Regions from separate parts of the Sparus aurata genome. Here region 2 is linked to region 1. The links are chromatin contacts, called in public Hi-C maps. All regions are on one chromosome and are shown on one strand. The core of a region is the stretch at or near the end of the contact, and the rest is flanking DNA. Distances in the headings are between cores, read along the strand shown. Region 1 holds the start of ufc1 (ubiquitin-fold modifier conjugating enzyme 1). Region 2 holds the start of LOC115593182 (FSD1-like protein).

Region 1 (6,866 bases), core at 1,160-3,659:
GTTTTCATTTTTAGGGCCCGAGCAGGTCGAGCAGGTCTGAACATTCCCCAAAACTCACCAAACTTGGAATATAAGTCACACCTGCCGAAAAATTGTCTAATCTCTTGTCGTCCTCAATGTCCACCACTAGGTGGCGCTACAATCAAGGAAAGTGCGTTTTGGCTCATAACTTTTGTAGGAGCCATATTTAAGTTTTTATGTTTTGCATGACTTGCTTTCCTTTTTGAGTGTGCACCTTCAACAGGTGGTGACGGTGCTACCTTTTAAAAGGGCTGCTGGTCGAGCGCGACGGGGAGAAGGCGGGCCAGCAGAGACCGTCACTGACCTCAGTCTGTGAGCCGGCTGTGCACCGGGTCTGCGCCTCTGACACCTGCTTTAAAACCCTCTTGCATTTTGTTTTGCATTTCGTTTTATTTACAATAAAGTACCGGCAACAGTGAAAAGTCAAACTCTCTCTCGTTGGATGTTTTTGGACACAAGCTGCGAGTCTGACTGCATCACCTGCATTCTCCAGGTGGCACAAACACAGGAAAATAGGACATAACGGGTTAAAGGAAAACATCTAAACTGTTTTCGCCACTACAACTTTTGTCGCACATTCACAAACCTTATATCCACGCGTTCACTGAATTGTGCTGAATCTTGTGATATAGGCCACGCCCATTTCCGCCTACCGTTTGGATTCAGGCGATTGCACCGATTTGCACCAAACTTTGCACACAGCATCTGTGGACCCTCATGGCAAAAAGTTAGTCAAATAATTTTATACTCCAAACAATACTCAAGATATTAAAGGGATAGTTTGTGTTTTTTGAAGTGGGGTCATATAAAGTACATATCTATAGTGGATCTGTTTCCTGCAGTAATCAGCTGATCAGTGCAGACTCAGTTTGGAGCAGCAGAGAGCCGCTCCAGCCCAGACGCTCAGCTTTGTACTGCAGTGAACGGGTCCAGAGAAAAAGAGACATTAACCACCTGAAACAAGGCTCACCTAAAAACATCTACATCAGGTCAAGTGTACGTTGTATAGAGAAAATTCACACCGCTTTACATCGCTGTCAGACCGTGCTTTCTTTTGGCACTACATTTTCTCAACCGCAGAACCCCCGTATCCCTACGCATGAGCGCCAATGCGGAAGGATTTGGAGAGTTAAGTTTCGTTTTTATCGACAGTAAACCTCTCGTCCAGCAGCTGGGCCTCGCGCTGTGTTCCGCCGCTCGCAGATCAGCTGTTGCCCAGTTACGATGATGCGTAGGGATACGGAGGTTCTACGGCTGAGAAAATGTAGTGCCAAAAGAAAGCGCGGTCTGACGGGGATGTAAAGCGGTGTGAATTTTACCTATACAACGTACACTTGACCTGATGTAGATGTTTTCAGGTGAGCCTTGTTTTAGGTGGTTAATTTCTCTTTTTCTCTGGACTCTGTTCACTGCAGTACAAAGCTGAGCGTCTGGGCTGGAGCAGCTCTCTGCTTCTCCAAACTGAGTCTGCGCTGATCGCTGATTACGGCAGGAAACAGATCCACTATAGATATGTTCTTTATATGACCCCACTTCAAAAAACACCAACTATCCCTTTAAATAACAACTTGCTGTAGTACATTTTGCTCAAAAAAGTGTTGGATATCTCCACAACGGTCTGTCCGAATGACTTGAAACTCGGGTGACTGCTTCCCCATGAGCCACTAAGGCTCTGTGAAAAAATTATACTCTTACTTTTCCCAACTCCTCCTCGGCCATTTCACCGATTTGCACCAAACTTTGCAAGTAGCATCTGTGGACAAAACTTATCAAAAGCTTTCACATACGTCACATCTGGTGGCGTGATCCATTTTGATGCCTTGCCATAAAACCATCAACTCATTATAACTTCCACATAAAATTTGCCATCTACTCCAAATTGCTCAAACATGTAGAGGGTCTTACCCTGAATACATCTACGTGGAACACCCCGACGGCAGCACGCCCCGACGGCACGCGTGGACTGCGAGGGCCCGTTCATCATTTAATTTTGTTTTATTATTTACATCTATATTGTATATTTCAGATGTATGTATATCTTGGCATTCTGTGGACAACAAAGGAAGAATTTCATTGAACAGAAGAACATGTTTATTTACTGAGCACATGACAACAACGTGTGTGTGTGTGTGTGTGTGTGTGTCACTCACTTCTGGAGTGAATCATCCATCAATAAATATGAAACAGCTGTACTTAGAAACCACTTCAAATATTCAGAATATGTATTGATCTGTGATTATTGTTGACATGTAGTATTAGTCCAGTGGTCACGTGCTCATCCTTCTCTGGAAGATTCACGTCAACCTGACATAAATACAAAATTGTGTTGAATGTTTTTATTGAAAACAACTCAGTAACCAGTAATCAGTAACGGCAGCAGATTAAAAAAGGTCGGAGTCTTGTTTTGAAAATCTCCTACAGGAAGTGCTTCATGCTGGAGCAGCTTCCGTGCAGTGTAAAACCGGAAGTCCACGTCAGGACTCAGATGAGAGCTGAAGGCAACCTGAGTGGACCCGAACCGAACAGTTTCACTTCGGACTCGGTTTAAACACAAACTTATTTCCGTTTGGAGACAAAATGGCGGACGAGGCCACGCGCAGGGCCGTGTCACAGATCCCGCTGCTGAAGACGCACGCGGGCCCGCGGGACGGCGCGCTGTGGCCGCAGCGGCTGAAGGAGGAGTACCAGGCGCTGATCCACTTTGTGGAGCAGAACAAGGCGGCCGACAACGACTGGTTCCGCCTCGAGTCCAACCCAGACGGCACGCGCTGGTCCGGCACCTGCTGGTTCATTCACGAGCTGCTGCGCTACGAGTTCCGGCTGGAGTTCGACATCCCGGTGACGTACCCGGCCACGGCGCCGGAGGTGGCGGTCCCGGAGCTGGACGGGAAGACTGCGAAGATGTACCGCGGAGGGAGGATCTGCCTGACCGACCACTTCGCCCCGCTTTGGGCCCGGAACGCGCCACGCTTCGGCCTGGCGCACCTCATGGCGCTGGGACTCGGACCGTGGCTCGCCGTGGAGATCCCGGACCTGATCAGCAAGGGGCTCGTGGTCCACAAGGAGCGGGAGCGAGAGGGGGCGGCGGAGTGACGTCACCCTCCCAGACTCACTGAACACTGACGAACTGAGCGAGAGGACCGGAAACAGTCGAGTTCCATTCAGAGTAAAAATGACGAAAATATGAACAGAGTCTGGCGGAGAGGTCTCTGATGCGCAGCTGACCGGAATTATTAAATGTGTGGTGACGTAACAGCTGATGTTTGATGACGTTTCATTTGATTCTAAACATGATTCTGAGGTCATTACAGGTAACAGCAGAATGAGTCTGGTGGAGGCAGTCAGCCATCAATACTGATGATTTATAATGATGATGTCATGATGACGTCACAGACCTCTTCTTAACAAATCAGATCTCTTCCTCTTGTTCTTTTCACTTTGTCTTTATTTGTAGTTTTAGTGTTGAATTAATTTTCAGTCATTTGCTGTCAGTAAACTTGGATAAGCTCCGCCCACTCGGCTGGAGGCCACACCCCATTTTCCTGCACGTTGCTCGGTGACGTCTTCCAGTCCCAGGTCCTGAGCGGGATGCTCCAGGTGTCTCCATAGTTCGCCGTCACGTAATCGAGTGTTTCACAGGGAACACGAACTTTCAGCTCCAGAAGCTCCGCCCAGCAGAGCGAGAACCGCGGGAAGATGTACCTGCAGTAAAGAGAAACTCTTTAACAACTTTGTGTTGACATCTTTCAGGTGTTTAATGTTTCAGGTGTCATTATAAATAAAGTTTTCTTATGTGGCCCCTAACGCCCCCTCACTGCTGCTGATCTGACTGTCAATATCAATAAAGTTTTATTAACTTGAACTTTTTGCCGCTCTTCGCCTGCGTGCCTCCGTTCCACACCACGTTTCCGTCTGCGTAGAAAAAGAAAACATCCAGCTTGACGTCATCACTCAGGAAGGAAAGTTCCAGACTGTCCTCAACCTGCATTTCAAAATAAAACAAACATTTTCAAAATAAAATACACACTTTCAAAATGAATCGGTTTGTGTCCACAGGATGTCGTTTCCCATGACAACAGCTTGTCTGGAAACGAAAACAGCTGCAGAATCTGACGTCATGTTGATGTTCAGTTTCATAGTTCTACAAAGTTAAAGCTGATTGTTATGTGTCAGGAGCTCCAGTGGAGACGGCTGTCTCTGGGAACACCATGCTCTCCCAGAATGCACTGCTCAGCTGGATAGCGGACGCGGCAGCAGCAGAGTGCGAGCTTCAGTCTGTACAGGAAGTCACATCCTGTCAGATCTGATCTGACCAATTTAAATGTGATCAGACTCATTGATCAGCCCGTACAGTTTTCAGCTGTTGTTCATTATGACACTACATACAGAGTAATAAAACTCTTTTACACAAACATCACATCAGAGGAAATACAACTTCATACGTCATATAGTTGAGTACTGTTAGATTTAGATCAGGAGGTGCTTCCATTAGTCAGACACAAATATAACCAGCATGCACTGCGGCTGATCAATTCTGTATAATCCCTGCTCGTCGGGGAGGAGGCTAGTTAAAAGAACCGATCCTCTGGACCGGAACCATCACAAGAAAATACAGGAAACAACAACTACAAAAAACCCACTTCAAAATAAAATACCTGCTTCACAAAGTCAGCACAGTGCCAATAAAAGTATTCGTAGTAAAACACTGGTGAAATAAATGAAGACAGGAAACTCAAAATAAATGAAGATGAAGACCGCTTCATTCCTTCACTGAAGTTTGTACTGTAAACAGTGACGGGCACACAGAACAGGAAGTCTTGGCCCAGATATCCTGCAGCTGAAGCGGATGATAAATCCGACCTCGACTCTCAAAATTAAAGAAAGAAGAAAACAAAGTTATCACCTTTCCAAACTTGTGTTTGAGGGACAGGCCGGCGTCCCTGAATGCTGCGACCATGTCCGGATTGAAGTCTACAACGAAAATCCCGATATCGACATCACGGCTGTATGAGATGATACTGCACTGCCTGAACCAGCCTGCAGGGGGCGAGAGAGACAGCGAGAGGGTCACATCATCTACAGGATATCATATGATGATGCTACTGGTAGGGATGTCACGAGAACTGATACTTGCGATACCTTTCAATTCTAAAATGTCAAAACACTGACGATGCCCATATTTTTAACTACTGCTCGCACCAATTCCAGTGTTAGAATTGTGCTGCGCCCCCTCCGGAACTGATGGGGGCAGTATACGCCTCAGAGTGTTCCAGTCAATACTTACATTCAGAGGTAGCAGGTCACGAACAAGTGGAACTACACAAAAATCACCTGTGGAAGATGGCAACAGCAAGAGCCCCACCTCGAGGCAGATGACCGTGGCGTTTTTATTCAGCCGCAGAAGCCATTTTGAAAACGATGCTACCGTGGTCTTCAGACCAGGGGAAGTAATACTTCCAATTTAGCAAAGCATCTGAAAGACCGTCATCCGGATTTGTTTAAAGAATTCATTGTGAGTCCTGATTCATATTAACAACATCCAAAGGATGAACGTTTTCTGTTTTGTTTTGTTTTTAAATATGTCGTACTGAAATACATGTTACATGATGTTTGGGATGGTGGACATATTTGTTATGGCTTATGTTACGAACGTAGCTTATGCTGTAGTTTTAACATTAGCCTAGCACTACCGTTATAGCACTAGCCACCTCGTAGTAATGCAGCCTCAGTTAGGAGAAAGAGAAAGAGAGCATGTCTCCTGCAAGTATCGTGTCAATACTAGCAACATTCACAGAATATCTTAGTTTAATATAGTTACAAATTAATATGCAATTGGTTTGTCAAAACATGATTACCCCCCCAAAAAACTATTTTTACGATGTAAAAGACGATTTGTGAGTGACAGAGCTGCAATTTCACCACGACCACACTGAACGTTGCTTCCTAATTGATCATTGGTATAGAACATTTGGAGTTAAATTTGCAATTTAAAACAGGTGCTGTGCTGCTCTCCCATTCTTTGCTTTTTTAAAAATTGTTAGACAGCCCTGATTTTTATGTTAATGTTTTAAAATGAACTGGCTGCCACCACCTGCCTGTGACTTCAAATGACTGCATCTACTATTAAGTGTGTGTGTGTGTGTGTGTGTGTGTGTGTGCGTGCGGGCTGGAGCCGATGTGCAGGGCATGCAGGTGCTTGCGGCTTATACTTGTGCTCTTTCTTTGCTATTTTAATAAAGAAATTCATGTTCCAAGTTCGAGTACATGGAATCTTAGAAAATCCTTTTTTTTCTTTCCATGGTATCGAAATTGGTATCGAGAATCGTGGAATTTTACTAAATTAGCATGTGGTCACACTGTGGACACTCGGCGCATCGCTGACGCTCGGCGTGTTACCCAGACAGGTGCCGCTGCTGAGCCAGAAGGGGATGTCGAGGCGTGCGAGTGTTCGAGCGGCGAGGTGAAGCAGAGACTTCACTTTCCTCCTGAAGTCGAGCGCCTCTGGAGACGAGTCGTCGGGGTAGAGCTGCAGTCACACACAGTGGAGAGAGAGAGTTCTGTCAGTAATCACCTCTTTTGTTTCTGTTTTATAATTGTATCAAAGTGAGAAACATTTTGACCTTTAGTTTATTCTTATTTCATTATTTCATTTATTATTCAAAGTTTTGTTCAACTGTTTTTATCATTTCATTTATACTTTTCTGACATCATTTGAGTTATTAAAATAACTCATTCATTTTTCTCTTTCACTTCCTCTTTTATGTCCCCCTTTCACAATAAAAGCCCATTGTTGTATCTCACTTGCAGGAAGTTGCGGGCGTCACGGTAACGGCACTCCAGGAAGT
Region 2 (6,866 bases), core at 1,429-3,928, 190 kb after region 1:
CACACAAGATTTTTTGTAAGTGGGAGCTTCCTTTATTCTGTTGGGGATGTAGAGAACCTCAATAAAGGAACCATTTGCCGCACAATAAGTGTTTGTCTGGAGCTGAAGTCATTCAACATATTCATCACCTTCCCTGGCCACAGAAGACCCCTCCACATCAAGGAGTTTACAAGATTGCAGGTAACCTCAATTTCAACGTGCAACCATTAGTTTCTTATATGATCAGTCACAGTTGGATACTCACTATTTTTTGTTACAGCTGGATTGCACACACATTAGGATCAAACGCCCCTCAGGAGAACATAAGGGCGAATTCTCTGGTGTGCTGCTGGGAGACAGAGGCTATGCCTGCGAGTCATTCCTCTTGACTCCCCTTGCGGACCCCCAAACCCACGACAGCAGGCCTACAACCATCCACACACCAAGACAAGGGCTTGAATTGAGATGACCTTCGGCCTTCTGAAATCTGGGTTTCAGCGCCTGCACCACCTGAGGGTTTATTTGGCAGTCATTTCGCTTGGTTGCTTGGATCCTGGACTAGACAGAGCAAAAGCAACAAAAAGATTATAACACTGTATTGCAGTTATGGTTACTGTGCGCACTGAAATACTCACTTCTCTTTCTAGTTTCTGGATTTCCAGGTCCAGTTTCCCGAGTGTCCCACATTTAATCTCAAGCTCCATTTCTTGGAGCTTTGTCTTCTTTAATTTGATTTTAATGTCTGCCAGCGCTATCTGTTCCTCCAGGTGCTTTGCATACAGTATTCTGACAGTTTGTGAGTTCTGTAAAAGAAAATTAGCACAGCAGAATTTGTGCATAATGTAGATTTACTTTAGCCAATACTCACATTGGGCCTCATTCATGAACTGTTCTTACGAACAAATTTGTTCTTAAGTCCCACTTACGAAGATTTACAAAGACTGTGGCATTCATGAATTTTTTCTTATCTAGGATTTTTTCTTAGGCAAGAACAAATCCTACAACCACTCAGGAGTATGAAATGTTGGCATGGTTGTGTTTTCTTCTCTTGTGTAGTTCAATAAAATGCAATATTACAGTGATAATTCTGTCATATTTATTCATTTATTTCATATTTTTGGTAATTTACAAAGAATTACAATTTTGAAATAAATTAAATGTGCCAATGATTTAAGATAAATCAAGTAAATTGGAAACATGCCATCAATTAGTAACCAATCCCCCCCACCCTATTTATACGTGGCATTTCTCCATCCAAGGCCCGCAAAACAATGGCATATATATATTGCTCCTGCGGCTTTCATCAATGTAAGAACACAGCTGCGAACAATTCTGAGGCTTACGAACGAGTTGGTGAATCTGACGTAGGGTTTTCTTAAGGAACCTCTTAAGAACAACTTAAGAAAGAATCTAAGAATATTCTTAAGAAGATAATGGTGAATGAGGCCCAATGTTACCAGGCTGTTTAGGGGACTGTGCAGCATCTGTGTGCTGTTACACATACATTTTCTATTAGCACCACATCACTGACTTCATACTTTATGGACTAAATAAGCAGGATATTTCCATAAAATTGACGTATCTCAAGCCTTCTGGAGTCCAGTGACAGTCTCCTCATCTGCAGAAGTGCATTCTGCAGCTGCAGATGTGCCTTCCCCTGACAAATACATACATGCATTGAGAGAACTTGAATTAAGATTTCACAGGACATACCCACGTACAACAATGTACCAACCGGATCAACTTCTGGTGGCTCCAAAAGTGTAATTGTGTTCCCAGACACTGTAACGAAAGCCAAAGTCAGACAGTATAATATAGTTATTTGATTGTGTTTCATGTGCAGTAGTGCTGCAATAACTTGTATGAAGCGGACAGTTTCTGCGGCTGCGGACTCTGTTACTGTCCCTCCCTGGATCCCCTCCATCACTGGCCTCCCTTTATTTAAATGGAGTGCCAGCTCCTCTGCTGGGGTCGTATCCTGGTTTGGTGGGCCCCCTGTGCCATTTAACTGCTACAATCATACAGACAGTCAACATGTCAGCAGACACCTCATCTATTCACCTCATTTGTTCACTGTTATCTACTTTAAAGTCACCAGCCTGCAAAATGTTCTTGTATTTAATTTGAACTTGCTGCCAGGTCATTTTATAGCCAGACAAGTTTGTTCTTTATGAAGGATAGAAAGATAAATAAATAGATAAAATACATGAAAAATAGATTAAACGACACATTGTGGATAATTGTTTGCACTTAATCATACTCTACATTTCCTGAGTAACATGCAAAGTGTACAACAGTTGATAAGTGGACTTTAAAAGTAACTCCTTTAGTCCTTTAATTGTGGCCTAATTATGACAGTTCCAGTGGAGCACTGTTTATTAATTGTACAGTTTTTAACTACTTACGCATTAAGCTGGTCCGCTATTGTCTGCCAGGTTTTCTCTCGTTCTTTAATTACGGCACTGGTGATGCCTTTTTTTCTGATAATGTCTTTCACCTCTTCATAGAACTCCGTCAGGAGCTGTTAGGGTTAGGGTCAGCAGCCGTGAGATATGAAGCGCGACTCTTATCCACGTTCCCATCGGTGATTCTGTGAGCGATCGCGAGGTCTATTGAAGTCTGCCGTGAACACGCACTTATCCAGACTATCTACACCTGGCTGGACACAGCCGCGCCTTTTCATCCTGTCTTGGCAAACGTGCAACCAATTAAGCCAGGATGCGCCGAGCACACTAGGTCAAGCCGCGCTTGCTCAGTTATCCTGGATATCTTTATTCTACTTTTGTGCAGTACCCCTCAGGAGTCAGTCTCCCCACAGGTGATAAAGGTGATAATGACAAACAGGTGATGAAGGTGACAAAGACAAACAGGTGATGAAGGTGACAAAGACAAACAAACAGGTGAGTTTCAGGTGAAAAAGGAGACGAACGTTGATGTTGTTGATCAGAATTCCTATCAAACATGACATCATGTGATGTACAAATAAAGTTTGATTATTTTGACACACTCAATGGAACAAAATTGTTGACTAACTATCCCATAATGCACTGCTGTGTATTCTTAAGATATGTATTTGTATATGTGTTGTTATTGTTGTTGTTAATAAGTAGCTTTTATTGTGATAAATTCAAATCAAAATAGCACATTAACACTTTGACTAAAATCTTTACCTTCAGACTCTTACTTTGACACTCCAGAAAGGAAGTGTTGCTGTGACGTTGTGAGTGACTTCACTTCCTGTCAGTGCCTCCTTCCCCTCTCCCTTCGCTCTCTCTCTCTCTCTCTCTCTCTCTCTCTCTCTCTCTTTCTGTAATGGACACTCAGAAGGTAAGAATCTGATCGACTGATGATCAATAACATCTGATCAGTTAGCTGAGGGCAAGTCACATAGACAACACATGAAGCAGAGAGAGAGAGAGAGAGGATTAGCTCGCTGTTAGCGCCTCTCTGGTCGAGTCAGCTTCACTTTGAATGGAGGATTTACAGATAAGACTCTCTCTCTCTCTGGTCGAGTCAGTATCAGAGTGACAGTCAGCTGGTTAATGTTTTATTTTTTATCTCAAACTTTATTGACACAAACAAAAACCAAAGGTGTTTCTCTGCAGTCACTCTCTCTCTCTTTCTTTACGTGTGTGTAAAATCACAAGAATTAAACATTCATCAGAAACAGAATATTTACAAATATTAAAGCAGTTTTAATAGAACCAGACCAGATCGCACTACTCTGATGTATTACTGTAATAGTTGTACTCATGATGAGTGATTGTGACAGTGAAGGGGGAGGAGTCAGGTGTGTTCATACCTGTATCACCAGCCATCCAGAGTAATCTGATTACACAGCTGTATCATGAACCTGTTTGGCCTTCAGTCTGTAGTTTAACAGTGTTACTGCATCATCAGTGACCAACTTCTACTGAAGCAGAATGATGGAGAGAGAGGGCGAGACACATTAACAATGAATGAGAGAGGGAGAGATGTGAGGCTGACTTCATTTGAATTTAAAGGATTGTTTCTTAAGATTTTTCTGTTTAATTAGTTTTTCATGCTAAGATTTGACAGTGTACTTCACCAGTTCAGTAGTGACGCTGTAAAACTGTGACACTGTAAAAGTACGACATTGTAAAACTGCTGCATCAGTTGCACTTCATTTTGTACACTGTAAAATGACCTGGAACAATTGAATCTGTTACACGGTAAAAAAAAGAAAAGAAAAAAGAATACAACTAGTTTCACACAAGTGTGTTTGGGTGTCACACAGGAAGCCCTGCGCAGGATCATCAGCACGTTATCCAATAAGAATGAAGAGCTTCAGAACTTCCTGGAAACAGTTGACAGCACACTGACAGGACTGCAGGTCAGCAGCTGATTGGCTGAGAGGGCACGAGGGCGGGGATTAAAAAGGCGGGAGAAAGTAAAATGAAACATTATCTGTCCAATCAGGAGGAGTCATGTAAGGTGATGTCAGAGCTTGAGGCGGAGCTTCAGCTTCTCAGCTCCGCCCTAGATGATAAGGGGGCGGAGCTGTGTGGCATCATTAAGGAGGAAACGCAGAGGAAAGAGGCGGAGCTTCAGGTAAATATTATTGGCTAGCTCCTCCCCCTTTTGTTTTCTGTCTTACATCTTTTTATTTAATTAATTTAACATAAATACTTTTGTAGTAAAATCTTCAGATAAAGTTTTCTAGTACTTTGAAAACTGAATTTCCGAGCATAAATGTCTCTAAAAATGAAATGTTTCGATGATTATATCATTTTTTACAAGTGTCTCATCTTTGTTCTTTTCACACCTGTTTTCTAAATATTTGGTGTTTCAGACGCAGCTGTCGGAGGGAAAGTTCGCTCTGCTGTCGTGTGAAGAACTGCTCGACTTCGCCAATCAAACACTGACGATCACCAATGAAGAAGAATTCCTAAAGGTCGGAGGGATGAGGATGAATAGATCAGATCTTGATGGAAACAAATTAATTTTAAAATAAACTTGAACTAGCTATAAACATAACAAACCATTAAATAATTTAATGTTCAAAGTTTGTTTTGTCTGTTTTGTTTTGCAGGCGGCCAAAAAAATCAAAGAGAGGTTAGTTTTCACCTGAATCTGATTTCACGTTTCATGTAAATTTTTTTATGAAGTTCTCTTGTCATATTAAAATTTTATATTTGTTTTCTGTTTTTTTTTTTTCCTTTTTTTTTTCAATAAAATTGTATTTCCTGCTTGATTATGGAACATTACCACAATTTTCAAACTAATCAAAGTTGAGAATTATTAATGACTCACAGCTCTGATTTGATGATTGGCATGTAAACCCCGCCCCTTTAACAACACAACCCCGCCCCTTTAACACTGTTACCACGCCCCTTTAACACTGTTACCCCGCCCCTTTAACACCGCAACCTCATCACCTACCGTTGCCAGGGTAACAATGGCTCCAGCGTTCCGGCTGACGACTCGCCCAGCGGTGTCGGAGAACATGTCGCAATTTACTGTTGACTTCAGCGCGGAGAGGGCGGGGCTTCAAAGACTTCACTTCCTGCCTGGTGAGCCACGCCTCTTCCTCATTTCCTTCCTCTTCTTCTTGAATTGTTGATGTTTTTGGTTGATGATTCTTGTTTCTTTTGTTTGAATTGATTCAGTCCCCAGAGCTCCAGAGGTCGACATGTCCAGATGCGTTGTCCGTGACAACACCATCACGGTTGCCTGGCGACCAGCTGGTGAAGATGACAGTGATGGTGACATCAGTGTCATTGAACCAAACGAACGCTATGATCTTGAATATAGAAAAACCAACCAGGAAGGCTCGCTTAGAGTCACAGGAGAAGCATGCTGGGAGAAGATCTGTGACATCAGAGAGACTCACGTCAGCATCTCAGGTGAGAGGTCACGAGACTGGACAGGACGCTGTGTTTACTGCTAATGCTGGCATGCTAACGTGCTGAACTAATATGTTGAATATGTTAGCATGATGATGTTAGCCGTTAGCATGGCTGCAGTTTAATTTAATAATAAAACACTGAATTAATTTAAATGTTTCAGATCTAAAGTTCGACTCTCGCTTCATTGTTGTTCGAGTTCGAGCGAGAAACAAAACGGCCGCCGGTGACTTCTCTGATCCTGTCGCCTTGGAAACCAGAGGTGAACACATGAATGACTTCATAAATACATGATGGGACTGTGTGTTACTGTATGTGTCCAGTTTGATTGGTACCCTGAGCTAAACATAACAACATAACAAACACCTGCAGTGTAACTGAGTAAAGATCAATAAAGTGATCAGACACCAGACTGAACACCGGTGACATCACAGGTCAGGACCTCACCTGCGACCTCTTTTTCTTCTGTTGTTTCAGTGTTTCTTCTTCTTCTTCTATTGCAGCTTATAACTTTGGCTTTGATGCGGCGACGGCTCATGCCGAGCTGAAGGTTCAGGGTGACACGGTGACCTGGGAGCCACAGGGGGTCAAAGGTCATGACCCTCGACTGAGAGGAAAAGAGAATAAAAGCAGGTGAGGACACGTGTCACTGATGTCATCAGATCTTAAGGATATGTATTTTATATCTATGACATCATAGCTCATCATACTGCAGTGGCTTCCTGTTTACGTAATTGATTACTTTTGATTGGCTGTTTCTGAAAGTGTTCTGATCTGTTGATTGACAGTGAGAGTGATTGATCAGTTTCACATTTACTTAATTCTCTGCTGCTCTTTGTTTTTTGAGATATTTGACCCTCTGCAGTCTCCGTACTGCATCCCCTCCGACTGCTTCAGGTAGAAACTGTCTTCGCTGACTGGTTGCCTAGCAACCACTATGTCACCAATCACTTTTCATCCACCATTTCTCGCTTCACATCACTGCTGACATCACTGCTGACATCACATCAGTTAAATAAG

Evidence for each region. Hi-C and Micro-C count contacts between places; a contact is called where the count stands out from the background.
Region 2: a contact with region 1 is called in a Hi-C map of skeletal muscle, with 4 times the contacts expected there. The contact joins the promoter of LOC115593182 here to the promoter of ufc1 in region 1. A contact is called at or near these places in 2 of 2 Hi-C or Micro-C datasets (skeletal muscle and an unstated tissue).

Annotation. Positions count from the first base shown.
Region 1 is chr12:29,909,134-29,915,999 of fSpaAur1.1, forward strand. It overlaps ufc1 (ubiquitin-fold modifier conjugating enzyme 1), which reads left to right and starts at 2,410. Exons shown (of 1, transcript XM_030435886.1): 1 at 2,410-3,883. The coding sequence starts at 2,599. The coding sequence ends at 3,114. It overlaps fktn (fukutin), which reads right to left. Exons shown (of 10, transcript XM_030435885.1): 6 at 6,823-6,866; 7 at 6,418-6,547; 8 at 4,925-5,058; 9 at 3,879-4,003; 10 at 3,449-3,723. The coding sequence ends at 3,510.
Region 2 is chr12:30,103,684-30,110,549 of fSpaAur1.1, forward strand. LOC115593182 (FSD1-like protein) reads left to right here and starts at 2,679. Exons shown (of 13, transcript XM_030436601.1): 1 at 2,679-2,879; 2 at 3,156-3,306; 3 at 4,238-4,333; 4 at 4,420-4,551; 5 at 4,793-4,894; 6 at 5,033-5,055; 7 at 5,392-5,513; 8 at 5,610-5,846; 9 at 6,010-6,108; 10 at 6,350-6,479. The coding sequence starts at 3,292. It overlaps LOC115593184 (a long non-coding RNA gene), which reads right to left and starts at 1,720. Exons shown (of 3, transcript XR_003986265.1): 1 at 1,693-1,720; 2 at 615-782; 3 at 433-537. LOC115593183 (a long non-coding RNA gene) reads left to right here. Exons shown (of 3, transcript XR_003986264.1): 2 at 53-180; 3 at 260-695.